Linked DNA regions of Mus musculus: region 2 is linked to region 1. A link is a contact called in public HiCAR-type data. All regions are on one chromosome and are shown on one strand. Each heading gives the region's core, a stretch centred on a gene start, on an enhancer-like site or on the middle of the called end of the contact. The rest is flanking DNA. Distances are from core to core; before and after follow the strand shown.

Region 1 (4,867 bases), core at 354-2,853:
ATCATGTATTACTTACCTGTGACTTAGAATTCTGTTTACTGTTATGTAAAGTAGCAATAGTGATATCTATCAGATAGGTTCGGAGAATGAAATATCTCATTGTGATGACCATTTTGTTTAGAGCATTAAGGATAAAATCAGCAAGTTTGATGAAAGGCTGAGTGTTATATTTATTATATCATTTCTTTTTTAAAATATTTATTTTATTTATATGAGTACACTGTAACTGTCTTCAGACACACCAGAAGAGGGCATCAGGTCCCATTACAGATTGTTGTGAGCCACCATGTGGTTGCTAGGAATTGAACTCAGGACCTTCAGAAGAACAGTCAGTGCTCTTAAACCCTGAGCCATCCCTCCAGCCCTATTATATCATTTCTTAAGGGCTCACCATACTCTGGACATAGTACTCAGTCCTTTACATGAATTATATAATGTGATATACAAACTATATGTTTGATTGAGCTCAGTTTTTCAGTTTAGAAAACTGAGGATTAAAATTGTTATTTAAGCTTGCATAGTTAGGAATTTTGATCAGATATGGTACTCAAACAGTCTTTATCCAAATCATGTGCATTTACATTTTAGAAACAATCTAGAATGTGCAACTTAAAAACAAAATTTCTATATTAAGTTAAAAGCCAAACTAAAATGTAAACATACCATAAATATTTAAGGAGTGCTTATGATGAGTTACACTTAGTGAATAGTAAATACAGTATATTGGAGCTCTGTTTAGATTATTTTATAATTTGCTCCAATTTCTAAAGTAAGAATAGCACTGAATTAATAATGTTGGCCATTACCATACATCAAAGACTGGTTCTGTGTGAAGCAGACATTAGCATGAGTGCTTTGCATAATTTCCTTCATTTAATAATCACAATGAATTTATCAGTCATGGACATTTATTAATCACAGTTTACAGGAAGTAAATGAGGGGCTGGGGGTTAGAGGTTGCACAGGCACACATGGTTTAGTGAGTGCCAAGTTGTAAGTCTAGTATCAGCATGGGACTAATGTTTCATAGAAGAGCTCAACATTGAAGTCCCCAAACTTCTAGGTTGCCACAAAGGTGAAAATGAAGGTGTATAATTTGCAGATTTCAAAAATCTTCACATTTATAGATTAAATAAAGCTTCAAGTTTCATTTCTTAAAATGCAAAATTAACTCAGATGATGTATTTGTATGCTTTAGAATGCATTTGTGGGCTTTTGAATGATTATCTTACAGAGGGAGATGAGAGAGAGAGGGAGAGAGAGAGAGAGAAACACATTTTTAGAGAATAAAGTTCTGTTTTGTAAGCCCATACTGTCATAATTTGTTACAGCACCTCTAGGAAACAAAAATTGCTTTCTCCAGTGACCCTTGGTGGACCAGTGCACTGGGTTGAAAGGTAGGAATGACTAGTGGGCGAAGAGATTTGGAACAGAAACCAGGGTAGGGAAAGGGAAGACAGCACATTTTGCTGATTACACAATCATGGATCAGCTCTTGGGGGAGTAATCTTAGAAAAGTCCTTCCAATGCCCCTGTTCAGGCCAGCTTTCTGTCTTATACCAATATGGAATCAACAGTGAGCAGCTGTCCTCCTAGCTAAGTGTTCAGGAACTAGGAGTTGGAAACAACTTGCACACCCTGGAGACATGAGCCCTGCCCAATGTTTCCCTTCTCAGAAATCATCACTTGTCCTTCGAGTGATTTACATGAGTACTAAAGAGTTTGGCAGGCAAGGCAGTGCTCCCTATGTGGACCCTGTTCCCCCATCAGAACTGGGAAATTTGTTATTATTCTTTAAAAATTATCTTTAATGTTTATTTGTTTTGGTTGTTTGCCTTTTGAACACTCATCTGGCCATTTGTCTTTCTCTCCCTCCCCTTCTTGCCTCCTGCACATCTTCCGTTGGCAATGTTTCACTGAGCTTGACTAAACTTGGCTGTGTTTTCTGCATCAGGTGATGTTCCATTTTGACTCACCACCCATGGGAGAAGGGGTAAGCAGGGGTGCTTAGGCTTTGCTTTGCATTTCACTGATTGGGCCAGAACAGGATGATTGGTTCCAACTCATTTTACAGTTTAGATTTGGCCTAATTTGTTTCCTTGGGAAATGCTTTTCATTTGTATGTCTTTGCATATCTCCAATGTTTCTATCTTGTTTGAGCAGTGGAATGTGTTGGTAGATGTATCAAGTATACATATCTGACCATGTGGTACCTAAGTTTCATGTCACCATATCACAGCCCTTAACGTCAGGGTGCACCTCTGCTTACTTGGAACAGTGTTTCTAAGATCAAACCATTTGAACAATAGAGATCTGAGCAATAGGCAAGCTGTTGCTGGGATAAGGAGGGTCTTCAGATGCTTTTTTTCTATCATCAGTTAATGATTTGCTAATGGTTGATCTGATAGTAGCAATCACAGCATGCATAGGTCAGTCTCACCTACTCTGTTGTTGTTCCATACAAAGTCTATGAAACAATAATTTTTATAAGAACATAGGGTAGCACACATTCCTCTATTTGTTTAGATTATGATTATACTTTTGTTTTGTTATTCTGACACAGTGTCTCATGTAGTCCAGGCTAGGCTTGAGCTCCCTGTGTAGTCAAGGTTAGCCTTGACCTAAAGACCCTCTTGCCTCAGCCTACCAAGCATCAGGATTACAGATGTGCTACCACATCAGATTTTAATCTCCAAATATTAATTTAGACTTTTATGGGAATCCTGTAATACCTCTTAGCAAGAGTGAACAATGTTGATGTCTCTCTCTTCCAATCAGTTTAATGGGTATGGTACTGGTTTTCCACTCAAAAGATATCTATTTCAGTAACTATAAGGCACAAGCTATTCAAAGATGTTATTTTTTCTTTCCAGAATCTTTACTATTCTAATGTTGGATGAAAAATTATTTGAGAATTTCATCCAATGTATTTTTTTATACTATAACTATTTCTGATTTTAAAACATATTACAGAGCCATAGTAGTTAAATCAGCACTGTATTGGAACAAAACTGCCACATTAACCATTGGAATAAAATAAAGGTCCCAGATGTAAATTCATGCACCACCAGTGACCTGATTTTTTTTTACAAAGTCATCAAAAATAGACACTGAAGAAAAGATAGCATATTTAATTAATGGTACTGTGAAAATTAGGTATCTATATGTCAAAGAATGAAACTTGTTTGTTCTTTATACCCTGCACATATATCAATTCCAAATGAATCAAAGATCTCAATGTTACAACTGGAACATTGAAACTTCTAGAAGAGGGGGAGCCTAATTCAGGATAAAGGGTCAGATATGAACTTCTTTCTCAATTGGACTCTAGTTACCCAGGAAATAGGACTAACAATTAATCGGCAAATAGAACTTCATGAAAAGGGAAAGATGCACTATCCTTAACCACCAGAGAAAAGTAAATCAAAACTAGTTTGAGATTTCATCTTACGCCAGTCAGAATGACAAAATTAAGAAAACAGAAAGCAGCTAGTGCTGGCAAGGGTATGGGGAAGACAAATCTTCAGATGCTGCTGGTAAGAGTACAATTTTGTGCACTCTGGAAATTATGGTGGAATTTCCTCAGAAAACTAGAATAGATCTACCATGTGACTTAACTATGCCATTCCTGAGCATATAGCTACAGGACTGAATTTTCTTCTTTTTTTCTTTTATGCATTATTTTATTAGATATTTTCTTTATTTACATTTCAAATGTAGGACTGTATTTTCTATTACAGAGAAACATGCAATCCATGGTCATAGCTACTCTATTCACAGTAGCTAGGACATGGAAACAGCCCCATTGTCCATCATCTAATGAATGGATAGTGAAATTGTAGTGCTTATGTGCAATAATGGACTTTATTCAGTTGTAAATAACAGTATAATTTTGAAATTACAGGTAAATCTGTGGAGCTGCAAAACATTGAATTGATGGAGGTACCTGAGACCCAGGAAGAAAAATGTCACATGCCCTATACACATATATGGAGTGCTGAATCTTTAGATTTTTGTATTTAACTTGGAATGCCCATAGAATCCCCCAGAACAATTACCCTTTCATTCAGTATCTATTTCTTCTGATAAAATGTAACCTTGTCAGGACAAAACAGTTTTGACCTCCAGTTTTTCTTGTACCTAGACTGTTGTCATTTATTATGAGTACAGTAAATACTTGTGGGGCAATGAGTAAATAATTAAAACTTCAGAAAGCCTTCACTTTATCAACACTAACAAACGCTCCTTCGGTCTCAATATAAGCTTCTTAGGAAAAGAGAACTCATCTTTCATACAGATAGCTTATTTTATTATTGCCAGAGATATTTTTCCTTATGTTGAATTAAACTTTCCTTTCCAATAATGTTTTCCCTTGGTCTTTATGTCTTTTATTTCTGAAGCTATATTAAATAAGTTTAAATTGTCAATACACCTAAATAAGTTTAAATTGTCAATACACCGTACTTTCAACTGTACTGTCCGTAAGTCTTGTATAGATAAAACGCACTGAACTCTTCCTTATTGCATACTCTTTTGACTACCTCTCGTTATTTTGATATTATTCTTATGTATGTCCCAGCACTACAGTCCTTCTTATGCACACTGTTGCAAGGAGGCTCTCTTTGGTAGATGGAAACACTTTCATCAACAGTTTGTGTATATAGCTATCCAACATGTTCTAACCCTAAATGTCCTATGTTTCACTCCACACTTCATCATTCTGTCCACAGGATATCATGAAAGACCTTATAAAAGACCTTGCCAAAATCCAGATATATTTGGCCTATACCATCCCACAAATCTGCTAGCATAGCAAAGCTATCCAAAATTGAAATGAGGGTAATCTACTTAGAAAAGCAATATTTGT
Region 2 (4,775 bases), core at 1,239-3,738, 67 kb after region 1:
AATAACATGGTTTTCAGCAGGAAAATCAAGCAGCAGCAGTAGCAATAACAACAAAACAGTTGCTTCTGTTGGTCAAGAGAAAGGATCAGGAAGAGGGATTTTTATGAATGATAATCTGCAAATAAGCAGATAAGTGGGGAGAGATTAGCAATAGTCAAACTGTTATGCAAATGAGTCACATAAAGCATTTGATGTTATGTCTGCAATAAACACAGTGAAGAAAAGTCTGTAATATTATAATGCATATAATTTAATATTGGACCTAAACTAGGGATCAAGGGAGAGTTCCACAAAGTCATGGTTACTCGAAAAGTATCTGAAAGAGTAAGAATTACAGTTGGGAAGGAACTATTATGGATGAGGAGAGTGTTCTGGTCAGAGAGGAGAGATGGAAATGTGCGTAGTGAGAGAAATCAGAAATGACTCTAGGAGATAGAAGTGATTCTTTGAAAGCAAAGTTTAGCCAGAGAAGGAGTGATACTCTGAGGGCGCGTGATACCTTAAATATCATATAAGAAATTATTTGGGAGATACATCAGAAAGATATTGACACCCCACAGGGAGAAGGAGAGAGATTAAATGGATGACTGAGGAAAATTTATCCCAAGAGAGGAATGGTAGTGAGCTTGACTTCCTGAGAGACAGTGAGCATTATTACTAGAGATAAAGGCGCTATTGCACCTAGTGCTTCAAAAGCTTGTTTCCGGAAAGGTTCTTCTCCTTACCTTTCTTTTCTTTTTACAACCAAGCTCCTTATCTCTGGTCACTCCTCATTTTCTCCATTTAACCATTTCTCACAAAGAGCCTGGAAAGTTGCCCCTTTTCATGTTTGTGTTACTTAAGCTCTGGGTGACCCTAAAACTCGATTCAAACCTCACATTATCTAGGAAGTACTTTTGGCACTCACTCGGGTGCTTTATTTTCATTCCCTGAACTATGGCAGAACTCACACTTCTTGTAACTACTTTAATAGTTTTTGTTTTTGAAATCACTTTGGTATCTCACTACTCTGTATGTCTTTTTGCCTTCAAGTAGAGTATGAAGTTCTGCAGAAGAGTGATTTCATCTTTAACTTTTTTTTTAGCCTATCACAAGCTGCTCTAGGCCCAAAGTAAATGAGAAGGAAGACAACCAGTGAAGATATAGAAATAAGTTAACCTGAGGCAGCCAGCAAGAAACAGAAAACAGGGATGTGGAAGAGGAAGCTGTAGAAAAGAGATTTTTTTCCAGAGTCAGTAAGGCTAGTGTCAACTTCACAATGACCTGTTACAGATGGTTAGTAAGGGAAGCTCCAAAACAGGTCTGAAGGGAACGTGAAGATAAGCATGGTACACATTTTATTTGGGATGTAGCTTAACTATGTAGATTGAAGTTATGAAGCAGCAGATGGAGGTTCTCCCATTCATCTGGGGGCCATGGTTCTGCCCAGAAAAAGGGAAGCAACGAATCCCTGCCAAGGGGTTTCATTCCTAAGAAGGGGCAGGACGTTGCTGTTGGTGGTGGTATTGGCAGTGTTTGGAGGTAGAGGAGAAAGGGATGGGCAAGGGGAGGAGTTTCTGGTAGTAGGGAAAGGCTAGCAATGGCTGTTACAAAAGGGAAGTTTCCACAACAAACTCAGACCAGGGAGAGGGAGGAGAAGAAAGAAAACTGGAGGCCAAGGGGGAAGCAGTGTGGTTGACCAAGGCAGTCCAGTCTACCTATAAGGTTCAGAGCTTGTCTAGGGCAAACGTGGGGTAGAGTAGAAGGTAACAGCTCTCTATGAACAAATTGCATCTGAACTATTTACTTTTAGTAAACCTCCGAAAATTTCATGGCAATTACACTTCCTGCCATGCAGTTATTTAAGAGAAATGGCTTTCCTTCTGCTACTGAGCTTTGCGTGGATCATGTAAGGCGAGTGTTATAGCTCTGGGCAACTTCACTAGGACAGTCTGAAGGCATTTTTTTTTTTCTGGCTTAAGTAAGTGACTATGGTATTGAATTGAATTTTGTTTTGGAGAGTGACAGAAATTCAATTATGCAAACTGTGATAACCATGCATTTCCAGTTGTTTTTTTTTTTTTTTTTTTTTTTTTTGCCTTTCCCCCTGCCCTCTCCTTAATTCTTACTAATAGTTTTTGTGATTGTTTTAAAAAAAAAAACTTAGGAGCAAACAGGGCTGCTCCTCCCAGTTTGGAGTTTTGTCTCCTCCTCCTTCTCATTAGAATTGTAAGAGGGTAGCGGTCCTGCTGCAAAGACAGGCAGACAAGCTTTCTCTGTGAATTAATTGGTCAGGAAAGACACTTTTTATATTGTCAAGTGGCACTTAAGCCACTAATTCTTGACTGTGAAACTGCTTTTCCTGGGCAATGCTCTTTAAGGAAAAACTTCTTCAGTCCAGCGATTGGTGGTGACTAAGGGAACTATGAAGCACAGGGGATTGGGCGGGATCACGGCTCCTAATAATGCCTCCTTATCCAATGAAAAGCATTTCCTATTGAGACCCCCAAGAGTTCCCCCGGCGGCCCTCGGCTCCAGCAAGACTTTGGGCCTTTTCTTGTGTCCTGTTTGTTAAAGGCATGCGGGCTCCAGCATTAAAGAGGGCTAGTCCTTAACAAAGGGAAAGCGATAAATGTAAATAAGCTCACATTTTCAGAATGAGCGGTTTGCAGTAAGGAGCTGCGGCAGCCCAGAGTCTGCTCTTTTTGGGCTGGGCTAACCTTTCCCTGTTTTTTGTTTTTTGTTTTGTTTTGTTTTTGTTTTTTATGGATAAAAATATGCGCTTCCGAAGTGCGAGTTGCCAGTTTACACGTTTATTAGCTAACTATCTACAGGCATGAGCACATTCTCTCATCTAGCACACTCTTTCTTGGGGTAAGTCTCTTTGAGAAAGATTTGATTTTGGCGTTTGGGGGTGGGGGATGGTGTAAGAAACTTCAATCGAAACGCTGATGCTTTGAGTGTTTGGGGAAAGAAGTTAGACTTCAGCTCTGAAGTACTGAACAAGGATCATCGTGTTGAATGGTAAAAAAAAAAAAAAAAAAAAAAAAAACACAAGAATTTCTATTGTTTTGGCAGTAAATACTGTTTCAGTGGGAGAGAGACAGGATTTTCAGGCTGTTGTTTCATGTAAACACAGTCCTAAAGAGCTGATTCAAAATCACAGGGTAGAATAAGTTAGAAAGTCTTTTGGCTAGCATTATATTTCTTTGGTTTACAAAAGATTGTGAGCTAACGTGGCTTTTATTATGATGAGGTTTCTTCTAGTAAAACTATACACTACATGCCTTTGATGCTTAATTGATTTATGGAGAATGTGACATTTGCTATATTGAATAATTCATGAACTGCCCATAAAGGAGGAATCATGTTTGAATGAAAACTGAATTCTAGCATAAATAGAATTTTCTATTACTTGTGAAATTACTTGCTATTTGCCATGTAAATGCAACACAATGTGACATGTCTAAAATTCTCTTGCATATTATAAATATTTTAAATATTTTTAGTGAAAAAGACTTGTTGAATTAATTAGTATTGTATGCTAGGTAATTTCTGTTTGGGAAGCAAATACAGCATTGTAATTTATCATGATTTTTGTGGGGGGAGAAGACCAGAGAAATTGAAAAAATTTGAGTATGTCAAAAAGCTTGATAATGTTATTCACTTTGCTGCTTTACCAAATAATGCATCTTTCTTTTCCTTGACTAGCATAAAAGCTTCAATAGTAACTTATAATCAAAGTTATCCAGTGGCTTTTTCACATGTTTATTTTTTCAGAGCAAACTCCCAACAGCTTGCCCCAACAAAAATAGATTATAAATCCTTTTGCCTTGTTGCAAATGAGAAGTTGCACTCTTGCAAAGGATGAGCTCAGCTGATAAACCTCATGGCTCCTACATTCTGAAGCACCTCCTGGCTGCCAATCAGAGATGTGAATGAAAGCCCTTTTGGAACAACCAGGGCAGCCTTTCAGAATGTGTATTCTCTAAGTTAAAGGGAGGACTGGGAAGATGCCTTATAGCACCACTCAAGCCAGGCTTAGACAAAGTTTAATCTATTCAATTCCCTTTGTGGGAGAAAATGCACTGAAGTTTGTTGCTCTTGCTGTGATTTGGTCACTGTCTTTTATTCTCTGTCTGTCAACATATACAGTCTGTTCTTGGCCCTCTGGAGTGGGAACTAAAAAAACCCTTATAATTGTCAATATTGGTACTAAAAATTGGGAACTTCATAAAAGGCCACTCAGCTCTGAGAATCCATTTTCAGCTTTTAGGGGATAAACAACTGATAAGAACAGTGAATAGTCTATTGTGCAGAGTTCTATTCTGGGGTAGGCTGTTGACCCCACACTTTGAGGGCAAGGTGTTCAGGTAGGGGGGACTAAAGAGCTGAGACCTCCACAATTAAAGTTGATATTGAATAGGCAATTCAGAGGACAGGGAAGATGAGAGCACGAGGAATGTAGGAATTTAGGATGTAAATGTCACCTTGCTCTATAAATTTAAGCTTTGGGCAGTAATTAATACTATTTATTTCTGATATTCATATTAACTTAAATTATTGCACTGGGTCTAATAAAATGTAATGACTCTTGTCCAGGCTTTTGGTCTTTTTAATTTTTTAATTAATTAATTTATTTTTTGTCATGACAAGCAGAAGCAGGTGAAAATAACTGACAGACAGGAACAGCCAGTGAAGACACTACTGTGGCCCCAGTTGAAGGCTTTTTTTCAGTCAGGGCCCAATATGGAAAGTGAAGAGAAACTGAGGCCTAGAAAATAGCTTCTGCTAAC

What was found. HiCAR-type assays count read pairs that join an accessible place to other places.
Region 2: a contact with region 1 is called in a HiCAR-type map of fibro-adipogenic progenitors, with 2.1 times the contacts expected there. The contact joins the promoter of Lpar4 here to the enhancer-like site in region 1. A contact is called at or near these places in 1 of 39 promoter capture datasets (macrophages), 4 of 484 Hi-C or Micro-C datasets (adipose-derived mesenchymal stem cells, muscle stem cells and myocytes), 1 of 115 datasets of contacts at active chromatin or transcription factors (fibro-adipogenic progenitors) and 4 of 9 other capture datasets (adipose tissue, liver, macrophages and 1 more).

Annotation. Positions count from the first base shown.
Region 1 is chrX:106,852,133-106,856,999 of GRCm38.p6, forward strand. No RefSeq gene overlaps it. Among named protein-coding and RNA genes, the nearest start is that of Rtl3, 14 kb to the left of the region's middle. Within about 2 kb of position 1,604, at least 5 of the 459 cell types and tissues checked have an H3K27ac peak or open chromatin away from gene starts, as enhancers often do. A contact at or near this core is called in fibro-adipogenic progenitors, where this site is marked.
Region 2 is chrX:106,918,137-106,922,911 of GRCm38.p6, forward strand. Lpar4 (lysophosphatidic acid receptor 4) reads left to right here and starts at 2,489. Exons shown (of 3, transcript NM_175271.4): 1 at 2,489-2,853.